Regions from separate parts of the Oryzias latipes genome. Here region 1 is linked to region 2. Evidence: chromatin contacts called from public Hi-C data. All regions are on one chromosome and are shown on one strand. Each heading gives the region's core, a stretch centred on a gene start, on an enhancer-like site or on the middle of the called end of the contact. The rest is flanking DNA. Distances are from core to core; before and after follow the strand shown. Region 1 holds the start of btf3 (transcription factor BTF3). Region 2 has its middle 9.3 kb from the start of tmem174.

Region 1 (6,260 bases), core at 1,993-4,492, 90 kb after region 2:
AGATCTCGCTGAGGGTCAGGCGTTTTTTGGGGCTCTGCAGGATGGCCATGGTGATTAAGGCGATGTAGGAGTACGGGGGTTTCACCAGGGTGTTCTTACCCGCCGGCTTGTAGGTATCCCTGGAGGCGGTGGAGCTGTCCAGACATGGAGATGGAGAGCCGGTCAGCAGGATGCCGTCGTGCATCTGCGCCACCTCTTCCGCGCAGGAGCGCGTCTGGTGGTCCCCATCTTCGCCTTCCCCGACCACGTCGATGTCGGTCTCTTCCGAGAGGATGGAGGCATCCGACATCTCTGCGCTCAGAGTCATGGCTCGTGCGTCCCGACGCCAGCGGAGGAGGAGGACGGTGGGATGCAGCACGAGCGTCAAAAACTCGTGTGATGAGGAGAAGGGGTGAGCGCGCGCCTGAGAGAAAGCCCTGCTTCTGTTTCCATATGTTTAAAGCTTTTCTTTACGAAGAAGCGACGCGGGAGTGAAAGCTGCACGCAGAACCCGACAAATAGGACTGACCAGATTCACCCAAGGGGCGGATCTTTGCCTGGTTTTTATGTGACCGCCTGATCACATGACGAGGAAACGTCACAAACGCAATTGAGAGGAGAGGCGGAAAAAAATAACAAGAAAATTAACTGTGAATTAACTGTGAGGGAACACTTTTTTAATTTATATTTGGCCTGGTCTCCCTTTTTCTGGTTTGCAGTACTAATCGGAAATTGACATTTGAAGCAATAATCTGCAAAAAGATAATACAGTTTTTAAAATAAAAAAAACGCTTTTTGGAGAAAATGCGACTAAAATCGTGCCCGGATTCCTTTGTTTTAATGTGTCATTAAAATAATTTACTATCACACAATCTTTATAGGACTTCAGCAAACATTTCCGGCGTAAAACAAACTCTTAGGAGTTTTATTTTGAAAAGACTGGTCCTTTTAAATGGGTTGGATTCCACTGCCAGGGTGTGGTGCACCACATTCAGGCAATCCGGTTTGCGTGATCTGCTGGTTCACGAGATTGTCCGCCAGCCATTGGTAATAGCTGTAAAGTAGAATCAGTCACAGGTCACGCAGAGCTTGAAAGCCCCACATACGAGGCCTTTTACGCGCCGCGTAAAAGAGGGATCTGTGGGTTCTGGTGTCAATAGTTTTAATTTAGCGCCAAAGCCTTTAAAATATTAAAACGGTGTTTTTTAAGTTTTGTTATTAAATGGGAGAGATTAGACATGCGCCAGGAGGAGTAACGCTGCGGAAAATCTGCGTTTAACATGTAAGCAGGACGCGCGCGCCTATACAAAAGAAACTTCTCAAAAAAACATAAATATATATATATATATATATATATATAAATTGAGTTTTTTCATTAGAAGTCTAGATTATTTAGGTCAAATCGGAATTTTTTTGTTAAGCAAGTTTAATTATACATTTAAAAATATTTTAATGAATCATTCTGAAAGTGTTCAGGATAAAAACACGTATGTCTCTACTATATTAAATACGTATTTACTTCATTAGAAATACATTTTCACTTAAAACAAATATATATATATATATATATATATATATATATATATATATATATATATATATATATATATATACTTGTATAAATTCACACAAATAAATAAACTTGACAAAAGCTTTAGCATGGACACTGATCGGCTTTTCAATTAAGAAAGTGAAAGAGCGTGCGTTTTGTTTAATTTATCATTTATATGATGGTTTAAAAACAGAATGGAGCAACATCTAGGTTACATAAAAGTGATTGCTTAAAAGAAAAGTGATGCTTGTGTTTCTCCAGCACAAGGCTTGAAAATCTCTGAGATTCTGGGATTTCTCCTTTTTGGCGCCATCTAGCGGTCAGCTGTCAGTACATCAGTGTGCCGGGAAACAAACTGCAGAACAGCTGAGATCAAGATCCTTGTATTATGTTTTTCAAAACGAATAGAAATTACGATTAATTCATCAAAGGATGGTGCATTGAATTATTTTATTTAAAAATATATGCATATAACTACAAAGCAATCATCCTTGCAAGCTTGAGCTTATTTAGCAACATGAATATGTTTTAAAGTAGAAAGTCATTATTATAGGCATTTTTAACCAGATTTGTATACATTAACTTCCCTGAAGGTTATCAGATTATCAAAGTCTTAATATTTGTTTTGTTTTTTTGCCAGATTTTTCTTTATTATTAATAGCAACAGGTATGAAATTAAATCTGTGATAAAAATGGTGTGCATCAGTTCTCATTTGATGAAGTTCTGGAGAGGTTTCCCACACCTGTTGACTGTATATATATAATACCTTCACTTCTATAGTTTGGGTTTACTAGATTAAGGGTAGCCATTTACAGAAACTCTTTTTTAAATAAATGTTTGAACACAGCTAAATTAGAAACTAATTCAAAGTAAAGCAAAGTCATTAAGATAGAAGAAACATGTTATATGTTTTAAGTTTATATCTGACTTTAGAGTTTAAAGAAATGAGTGACTTCTTGATTTTGTACAATTTGTTGTGTACATCATAGTTTTTCTAGCCATGAAAGTCTTGTAAAGCTCTCCCAAGCAAAGATGATTCAGCTTTCCAGGGCCAGCTGCAGTTTGCTTTCAGATCTGCAGAGAGGCCATGATAGACTTTTCCTGTAGCCATCAATGAATTAAATCAAAAGTATTAAAACTATGGAAGTATACACATATTTAGGTCTCCCTCTCATTTAAAAGAAAACCATTTACTGGAGTGTTTTGAAGGAAAATGCTCCAAGAAGTAAGCCAAAAATTATTTTACTATTTCCCAACTATTTTATTATATTTTTTGTCTTTTGTAGTTGTTGTTTTTTTTTGTTTTGTTTTGTTGTTTTGTATTTTTTAGCTCAAGACGACATTATCATAGTTAAAAGACCACTCAGAACCAAAAAAAAAAATGAAAAAAATGATTGGGGTTGGATTGTAAACTAAATTTACAAGGAAGAATTTGTTAAAGATACACAACTTGACAATATTGCACCCATGTTGCACAATATTGATAACACATTAAAACTGCTGTTCAAGTCAAATCACCTCATTCCAAAAAATGATCTTTCCGCATCAAAATCATTAAAATAAAACATTTTACTTCTTTGATAACACTTAAGTCAAAACAATGAGTTTAAAAACGGTTTTTAAGTGTTATTTAATAAGTGTTTTTTTCAAAGCGTTTGGCTGATCTGCACGATCTACACCTGCAAAACCAAACTCGGGGCTGAAAAACCCGCCAAACCCTGTGCCGCACATCTTTCTTGACGTCACTTCCTCCCTCCTCTCTCGCTTCCATCTTGCTCCCCGCATGTGTCTGCTGTTAGTTTACAGGTCAGTGAGGAGATTTAAATACTTTCTTCCCCGCACTGTTTCTCCCTGATACGACGGAAAAAGGTAAACTGGAGTCTTTGTCGTCTCGGCGGCTGAGCTGTTTCGTGGTTTGACGCTAACAGCTGAGGGTTTGTGCTGCAGTGTGACTGACAGGCCGTGCCGTTCGGTTAGCTTAGAGGCTAGCTTCAGTTAGCATGGAACTTCTACTTTAAAATCATTACAATTAAAGTAAATTTAGAGTTGTTAGATACAAATGTAACCCAAAAATGCGTCATATTAAGCAATTAAAAGACCATTTCAGTCGATTTTGAGCAGCTTCTTACTGAGCGTGCGCAGTCGCTCGATCATTCATAACATCAAGAAAAATGGCCATCGGTAACTCTCTGCCTAACACAGCCGACAAAAACCCAAAATCCGACAATTAGCCGTATTTTGGGTTTGTCTTTGACTCTTTCTACCCGGTTTGAACATGATCTTACAGCTCATAACCACACCCACGCTGTCTGTCTGAGCCCTGCTCGCTGTTTGTGTTCATTTTTTAAATAACTAACCCCGTATGCACTGGAAAAGCTTGAATGTGATGTGAATTCTTAGAGATTACCTTAATAAAACATTGAGCCAACAGCAATGATTAGATCTGACAAGTTTAAGGGCCCTTTAGAAATCCGATCCATTAACCTGCTTTTATTTTCAATTATTCCTTTTTTTTTTTAGATACTTGACTGAAAGTAACTACTTGAAATGTTTGATTTAATTTAGTCATTATTAGCCAAGACTGCACTAAAGTCTAATTACAAAGCTTACAGGTCTGAAAATGTTTTTATTTGCGACCCATTAAAAAAAAACATCGACAATCTCTAGGACTTTTAATAACTCTCTCTTTGACTGCAATTTAAAATTTAGTTTAGTCAGAGATATACATGTACCAGGAAATCAACACATTTTTCAATTAGTGTTGTTTTTCAAAGTTGCGTAGCTTTTATTATTTTATTCACGTTGTATAAAGTCAATTTCATCTAAAAATGTGTTCAAAAGACTCTTTTGAAGATTAAAAAAGACGCATGTTTAGAATAAAAATGTGATTTAAAAAGAAATAGCAAGGACAGATGACAGCCTTTTTTTTAAATATGAATACAGTGAATAATAATGTAATTAAAATAGCATTTACTTCAATTCAATTCAATTTTATTTGTATAGCCCAAAATCACAACAACAGTCGTCTCGATGGGCTTCGAAGTAAAACATGAAATCAAAAGGATCACGAATACAAAGAGTTCAATAGAAAAATACTAAAATGAACTAACAAACTGACTAAGCTATACTGGCATCCCTGCCCTTAGACCCCCCTTCGCGGTAAGGAAAAACTCCCAAAAAAACCGGATTCCGGAAAAAACGAAGAAACCTCAGGGGTGCCCACATGAAGGAGGGATCCTCCCCCAGGACGGACAGGCGATTTACCAGAACTCTTAGAGAAGAATTAACTTATCTAAATCTACAACTACATATATAAAAGTCCAGCAGACGAGCTTCATCCAGCCGTGGTTATCGGGACAGTCAAAGGCGCGAGTCGAGCCGGAGACAGGAACCACAGCCAGGTGTAGGAGCAGGAGCAGAGACGAGGTACTCGGTCAGGTACAGAGCAGAGACGAGCCAGAGATGAGCCAGAGGCAGGATCCACAGCCAGGTGTAGGAGCAGGAGCAAAGGCGAGGTAAACGGTCAGGAACTGGAGCACGGATGAGCCAACTGGAGTCTGGAAGCACTCCCACTCCCCAGGAGGGGAGAGGAAAAGAGGGACAATACATGAATCGCACTGCACCAAACAGAGGCATGGAGAACTAAATGATGAATTATGATCAAGAATAGAGGAGAGGAAGGGTAGAAGTAAAAAAGGAAAGAGGACAGAACCCCAGTGTACCATAGTTACCCCAGCTTCAACTTCTAGCAGCCTTTTAAAAGAAATAGTTATTAAGTTTAATTTAAACAAACTAACATTAAGTTAAATAATCTCTGAATACTAACTAGTCTGACAATAAGCCTGTCCAAAGAGGAATGTTTTCAGTCTAGCTTTGAATGTAGAAACTGAGTCGGCCTCTCTTACATGAGCTGGGAGTTTATTCCATAAGACAGGGGCTTGGTGGCTAAACGCTCTACCTCCAACCGTACTTTTACTAATTCTAGGAACCACAAGCAGTCCTGCATTTTGCGAGCGAAGTGTTCTGATTGGTTGGTAAGGGACTATGAGGTCCTTAATATAGGACGGGGCCATTCCATGTAAGGCCTTATAGGTTAACAGGAGGATCTTGAACTTAATTCTAGAATCAACTGGGAGCCAATGGAGCGAAACTAACACAGGAGTGATGTAAACTCTTCTGCTGGTTCCAGCTAACAATCTAGCTGCTGCGTTCTGAACAAGCTGGAGACTTCTTAAGGAACTCTTAGGACACGCTGCTAACAAGGAGTTACAGTAATCCAGCCTCGACGTAACAAATGCATGGATGAGTTTTTCAGCATCACTCTTAGAAAGTATATTTCTGATCTTAGCAATATTCCGCAGGTGAAAAAAGGCAGTTCTACACGCCTGAGATATGTGAGCCTTAAATGATAAATCCTGGTCAAGTAAAACCCCAAGGTTTCTAACTGTGGAATTGGGGGCTATACTTATACCATCCAGGGAGACTATCTGAGCAGACAGAGCATCTCTGAGGTTTTTAGGACCAAGTATAATGACCTCAGTTTTTTCTGGGTTCAAGAGGAGGTAATTAATTGTCATCCAGGTCTTGATGTCACTGATGCAGGCGTTCAGTTTCTCTATCTGGTCATTCTGGTCAGGCTTCATGGATAAATACAACTGCGTATCGTCGGCATAACAATGAAAATTAATGCTGTGTTTCCTGATTATGTTTCCTAGGGGTAACATATAA
Region 2 (6,563 bases), core at 249-2,748:
TCTATTATTTGAGCTTGTTTGTTTTTTAAAATAAATACATATGGTCATTAATTGACATTTAAAATTTTGAATTTATTTTTACAGCTTGGATTTTTTTTTTGTCCTTAAACTATTGTAAAAGTCAAATATCACACAATTTAAAGAAATTTAATCTGTACAGCAAGCAGTTTTAGTTTTTTGTCATCTCAAGGTTAATTCCTTTTTAAAAGTTATATATATATATAAGTGTGTGTGTGTGCAGAAATATATATATATATATTAGGTTTTTACCTTTTTCTCCCTAAATTTTTTTTCTAAAGTTTTACCCTTTGTGTAATTTATACTTTTTTTTAATTACGCCTCATTTTTTATTATTTGCTTCATTTTAAAATGTATCTGCTTTTAATTAAGTTTTTTTTTTCTCTCAGATTATAAACCCTATATAATGTTGATTATATCGAAATAATGACATGGTTTTGAATTCCAATATTTCTGAAATTGTCTTATTTTTAAACTTTTTAAAATTAACCTTATATATAAAAATCTATATTTCAGTTGTCAGAATTGTCAACCTTTCATTTTCACCTGTTTGACCATTTTTATAGAACTATTTTCCATTTAATATCCTTAGTTTCCTATTCAAATAAGTGTTTTATTGTTATTAGTTTTGCTTTTTTACTTATCGCTTAATATTAAAATTTTAAATTTGAAAACTTAAGTTTGAAAGTAATTTATCTTTCTACTTCAAACTTTTCAAGTTATTTTTTTCAATGTAAACACTTTTAGAAAACAGAACTAAGTACAATGTTAAACTCCTCGATTTGCAAGGAGATACATTTCTCACACTTTTTTTATGGCGGAAATGAAAGTGTTTAATAAAAGCACAAAAAAGCTCCTGACAGCATTTATTGTTATTATCTTAATTGCAAAAGCTGATCTGTGTCTGAAACCCCCCTGAGATCATTTTTAGCAGCTTCGAGTCTTCCAAACAAGTCCCCGGGCGTCCCTCCGTCTTCGCTGCTCTCTGCTCACTCCGTGCGCTTTGGCGCGCGTTACTGCGTAAAAGAGCCAGAGCTCGGAGACTTGGGAGTGGAGGGTGGGGTGGGGGTGGGAGCACAAATGAATTCCACGTTTGCAGGAAAACACGCTGGAGGCGCAGTGAAACTTTGTTGTTTATGAAGAACACGTGAAACCAATCAAATGTGAATTATCTTCCTGTTGTTGCAGCTTTTGTCGTTTGCTGGTTCTGCTGCTCTCGCCAGCGGTGTCACCACCTCCCAGCGTTACGGACGCACGTGGAGAGAGCTCACATGCACCCGCAGTGACAGACGAGCGCGAACGTGCGTCTCTACTGTTCTTTACATTCTGGATTTTCAAACTTCTTCCATCTATTCGCTCTTTCTCCCATACACGGACGTGCACGAGGAGCGTCAAAACTTCATGGACGACGTTATAACTAAATACACTACTTATAACGGCTTAAAAAATGCCTTTTTGCAGCGTGTCTCACTGTGAGGCTTTGCCCCGCCCACCACAGCAAGCATAAACCAATCAAATCAATTGTTACATGTACAAGGACTATTAGTTTGAATCCATCTGCATTCGTTGGCTGGTAATCTTTAAAGAGTTGAGATCATCTAACATTATGAGGCCCATAATGTCCAATTTAGCTGATGTCCCCCTACTAAAAAAATCATTTATTAAAAAACAAAAATACAGCCCGGTAAACACACTTTAGAACTGAATTTCCGCATCTGCTGACATCAAAATTTGGGGCATATTTGAGTCATTTTTGCTTTTTGTGAACTTTTACAGCGAAAAGCCTCATTTCTCCTCTTCTGTAACAACTTCCTCAAGTTTCCCTTCCCTTTTTTTCTTCTCCTTTTACGACCAGTCTCCCTTCCCGGTCCACCTCAGAGAGCAGGTGTTCAGCTCATTCAGGCAGGGGTGCGGTGAGGTCAGCCTCATCAGCTGCAATATTACAAATGGCCATATATGTTCATGAGGGGGAGACCACCGAGGATCATGGGACTGGGTTCTGACTGCTGCAGCCAGTCACACGTGGATCTGGGATTTGTTTCAGCAAGTCTGTGGAAAGAGATTTATGAACAGCCTTCACTTTAATGTCTTAACATTTATGAGAATTTTGAAGGATTTCTACAAATATGAGCCTTTATGTTCTATAAAAAAAAAGATATTATTCTGTCAGATGTGGTAAATGTAGTTATAGATGGTTAGAAATGTGTTAAAGTCTACAGTTGCAGAGAGTGACACATATATTAATCAAGCACAAGAGGCATAATGCAACAACACAAGTCAAATATGGCAGACTAACAGAAAAGGAAAAAGATTCTGTTTTAATTGTTTAAATACTGAGCCACATGGCATTAAAAAAATTACCAGTTCTCTCAAATTAATAATTTGTGTGCACAAATAAAAGGATTTGGGGGGGGGGGGGGGGGGGGGGGGGTACATATTAGCATTTTGTGTGCATCACATTTAGTATCATCAATTCCAACTTTTTATTTGTGGGCACAAAACACTGACTTGTTCACTAAAATGCTAATTTGGACTCCAAGAAATGTTCATAAGATGCTTATTTGTGGTCAGACAGAAATTTATCATTTTTAATTTATGTGCTGCAAATATATATATTTTTCTCACTACAAGCAAATTTGTGCACACACAATCCTAATTTGTTCTCATTACATGCTAATTTGTTAACACAAAATACTAATTTGTTCTCACATGCTAATTTGAGCACACAAAATGTGAATTTTTTTCTACCAAAATATACATTTGTGACCATAAAATAACAGTTCTTGACTACAAAATTGTGATTTGTGTGCTCAAAATGCAAACGTGTTCTCACACGCTAATATTTCCCACAAAACATTAATTTGTGACAAGTCTTTTCCAGGGCTCCCTAAACCAACTTCACAAAACAGAATGAACTCAGCTACACATTCCTTCTGAGAACCAGTGAATGAATTTGTGTCCTCTGTAGGGCGACATGTTTTTGGATTGTGTTATTTGACTTAATTATTTAGTGCTACACACTCAAACTGAATTTAATTTTTTATACGTCAGACTTATACTACTCACAATAAGTAGCAGTATTGTGAAAACATCGGTATATGTCGTTTACACAATGTTTCACTTCACAGATTTTTGGGTAATTGTATCGCGGTAATAGACACACACCACATTCAGTGTTTTCCACATAGTTGTCTCACTGTGTACAGTGTGCTTTACTTATTGGGACCAAAGCAAAGACATTCTCAGTGTGGCATCAACATTCTGTGGGTATAAAAATCTGTTTTTTTATGTATAAGTCATTCCAACACGTTACTTAATGGACGAGCAGCACCACCTGGCCATAGCTTCAGGTTTGCAGTAGACAGTCGGATGTTTCACGTGTACTTGTCTCAAAGTGTCATCAGCAGACTTTTATGAAGACACAGAACTACTGATAGATTTTGTGGCAGACTCAGGAGTGGAGCCTCGTGAGTGACAGACCACAACCATGACCAGAACCTGAGGATCTCTGCACTCAGGCATGGTTTGGCAAACGCCACACAGCTCCAGGCCTCGACTTGAATGCCAAACGACCATCGCAGGTGTCTCCAATGACACCAAAACACCGCCGTGAACCTTTGGGAACAAGACCATGTGACCTGGACAATGCAGCAATGGTCTACCGTCCTGTTTACTGATGAGTGTCGGGTCACCTTGCACAGAAGCAATGGTTGTCTGTGTTGCTGGAGTAGGCAAGGTGAGGGACATGCCGAGGTCAACATGGTCTGCAGGGTTGGCTTTGGTGGAGGAGAGGTGCAACGATCACCAGTCAATTCAACTGATGTGGGGGGTCTTTAAGATGCATCTCCAGCTGTCTATGATGCTCTTCGTCCCTGGACAACGCAAAAAACCGAGAATTAAACATGTTCTTGTGGTATTTTTTTTTTGGATGATGGCGGGCATATATGGACAAATTTAAGCTTAGAATTGCATTTTTAAGTATTTCTTTATTCAAATCATGAATCAGAAGCAGATGAAAAAATGCCATTTGAAAAAAGTGCTTAGTTGTGACGTCAAAAATACACCAGGTGTGTCACAAGCTCCTGAGGAGAAAGGGTGGGGTTTGCTCACGCCAAAGGTCCCGCTCACAACTCGGAGGCAAATTTCTGATGAACCTCTGCGAAAGTTATGTCCTAAAACAACAAAGGCTTTTGATTTTGCCTAAAAACTACGGTGGCTGACAGGGCTCACACTACATACAAAAGAAACAATGCAACAGCATTACCTGAAGCACAACGACATTACCTGAAACACAACATCATAACCACAGCAACAGCATAAACCGCAGTAAAACGGAAATGAGGACTTTTTTTTTTTCCTACCGGCGGGAAAAAAAAAATTCAGTTTCATACTACTCGGTACGACAGAGTTTTAGAGCTACCAAAAAAAAGTGAAATTACGAGATTTTAAACCGTAAATTTACGAGAAAAAAACTTGTTATTTTACGAGATTAAAGTGGAGGTGGGCATACAGAGCGGCAAGTGAACGCCGCACAGCAGCAGAGCAGACCGACTAAACTTAGTTGAACAGGTGAGCTGAATGTTTACTGATGACGTTCCAAATGTTTGGAAGCTCATTGTTTGATTTATGATTTATTGATTGGTGGTTTGCAGGATCTCTGCAGCCCGATGAAGACATCGGTGTCCCCGCAGCTGTCCATTTGAATCCTTTCTTCCTCCATTAAAGACAAGATCTCTGCGTCTGTGTGACGCTTCCGTCTGAGGAGGAGCACTTTTGTTTGTTTGTTTTTTGGCATTTTTAACGTTCTAATGCTAATATAACAGACTATTTTCATTCATCTTTATTGTTTTGTGTTGAAACGGGACGTTACATCTGGAGGAGGGGGCGTATGCAACACTGTTTACTTCAGCATTGGCGTTCGGATGACAGGTTCATGACGTAAGGTGACAAATGGACTTCTGGGTTTGTGATTTACGACTTAAAAGTCGTTATAAAAAAAAAAAAAAGACAAAGAGCGTTAGATGCACATGTCATTATGTGGAGAGCTGGGTAAATTTATATTTTTAGACAAACGTATATTTGTAAGAAATTACGTTATCTAGTAAGAAAACATCCTAATCTTGTCCAAATATCACGTAGCTCTGAGGAGCGCCGAATAGTTTGAAACTGAATTGGAGTTTTTTCGGCGGTTAGAAAAAAAGTCCTCATTTCCGTTGTGCTGCGGTTTATGCTGTTGCTGCGGTTATGTCGTTGTGTTGCGGGTAATTTCGTTGAGCTTCGGGTTATGAAGTTGCATTGTTTCTTTTGTATGTAATGTGAGCCCTGTCGGCCACTGGAAAAAAACAGCATTATCATAATTAAAAGATCACTGGTAAAACTTTGTCAATAGTTCAAAACGTGATCGAAGAACGTCGTCCATTTCTTTTAATACTTCACGTTTTGATTGCAACTCCAACTTTGAGACATCCGTCACTTTTTCGCCTATTCAAGTGAAAACATCAAATAACAGACTCCCCTTTAACTTTATTAGCAACCACCGAAGAACAAACGTGAGCTTAGGAGCGCCCTCTACTGTCTTCCTAACCTTGTGTCTTTTCAGTGCAGCTGTATGTCAGATCCAAACACTAAACAAACGATAAACAAACGTTAAACCACTGAAATGGAAAATGAGACGCGTAATAAAAATATCAACGATGTCTCGACATTTTTTAATAAAGGATTTTGCTACATTGTTAGCAAACGCTGAGTAAGCTAAAGGCTTGCAGCCTATACTCTTAATTGAACAGGAAATATGCAAATTGCTGTGGTTTTGATCATAAAAAGGATTAAAATGATTGTAATCACACACATAAATGGCATTTGTAGTACAGATTAGAGGACGCATATTTATTTTAATATTAGTAACATTATTATGTATCACAATAAACCGCCTTAATTATGTCCACCCGACCAAGGCAAATTTTGCTCACAAACTCAAAGAATCAAAACTGCCCATTTAGGTATGAAATTACAGAATCATTGTGTAAACTCTCTTTTAAATGGTAAATGGCGTATACTTATATAGCGCCTTTCTTCCTACAAGGACAAATCGCTTTACAGTCACTGACCCATTCACCCAGTCACACACACATTCACACACTGGTGGCTGCTCCGCTGCCAAACACAGGCGCCTGCCTACCACCAGAGGCAAGGTGGGGTGTCTTGTCCAAGGACACTTCGACTCATGGGCGTGCAAGGCGGGAATCGAACCTGCAATCTTACGATCATGGGTCGACCGCCCTACCGCTGCACCACGGCCGCTTTTAAAGGTTTAAAATGAAGACATTTCTATAACTCAACAATTTTCTTCTAAGGTCACTAATGTCAATCAACCTGGAGCACAAGAAGAAAACAAGAGTTTTAGTGCTTATTATGGCTCCCCCTACTGGTTTAATGAATTTTACAAATGAAGTATTTTTCTTAAAAAAAAACAATAACCCTGAAATGTGCAGCTATGACCTATAAAACAACATTATGCAGCTGCAGACTTAAGCAAACGAAACTTT

What was found. A called contact is a pair of places that touch in the nucleus more often than the background predicts.
Region 1: a contact with region 2 is called in a Hi-C map of embryo, with 1.9 times the contacts expected there. The contact joins the promoter of btf3 here to the enhancer-like site in region 2. A contact is called at or near these places in 2 of 5 Hi-C or Micro-C datasets (both in embryo).

The regions. Positions count from the first base shown.
Region 1 is chr12:5,474,714-5,480,973 of ASM223467v1, forward strand. It overlaps btf3 (transcription factor BTF3), which reads left to right and starts at 3,243. Exons shown (of 6, transcript XM_004074517.3): 1 at 3,243-3,338. It overlaps foxd1 (forkhead box D1), which reads right to left and starts at 307. Exons shown (of 1, transcript NM_001160452.1): 1 at 1-307. The coding sequence starts at 307.
Region 2 is chr12:5,386,078-5,392,640 of ASM223467v1, forward strand. No RefSeq gene overlaps it. Among protein-coding and RNA genes, the nearest start is that of tmem174, 9.3 kb to the left of the region's middle. Within about 2 kb of position 1,499, at least 4 of the 8 cell types and tissues checked have an H3K27ac peak or open chromatin away from gene starts, as enhancers often do. A contact at or near this core is called in embryo, where this site is marked.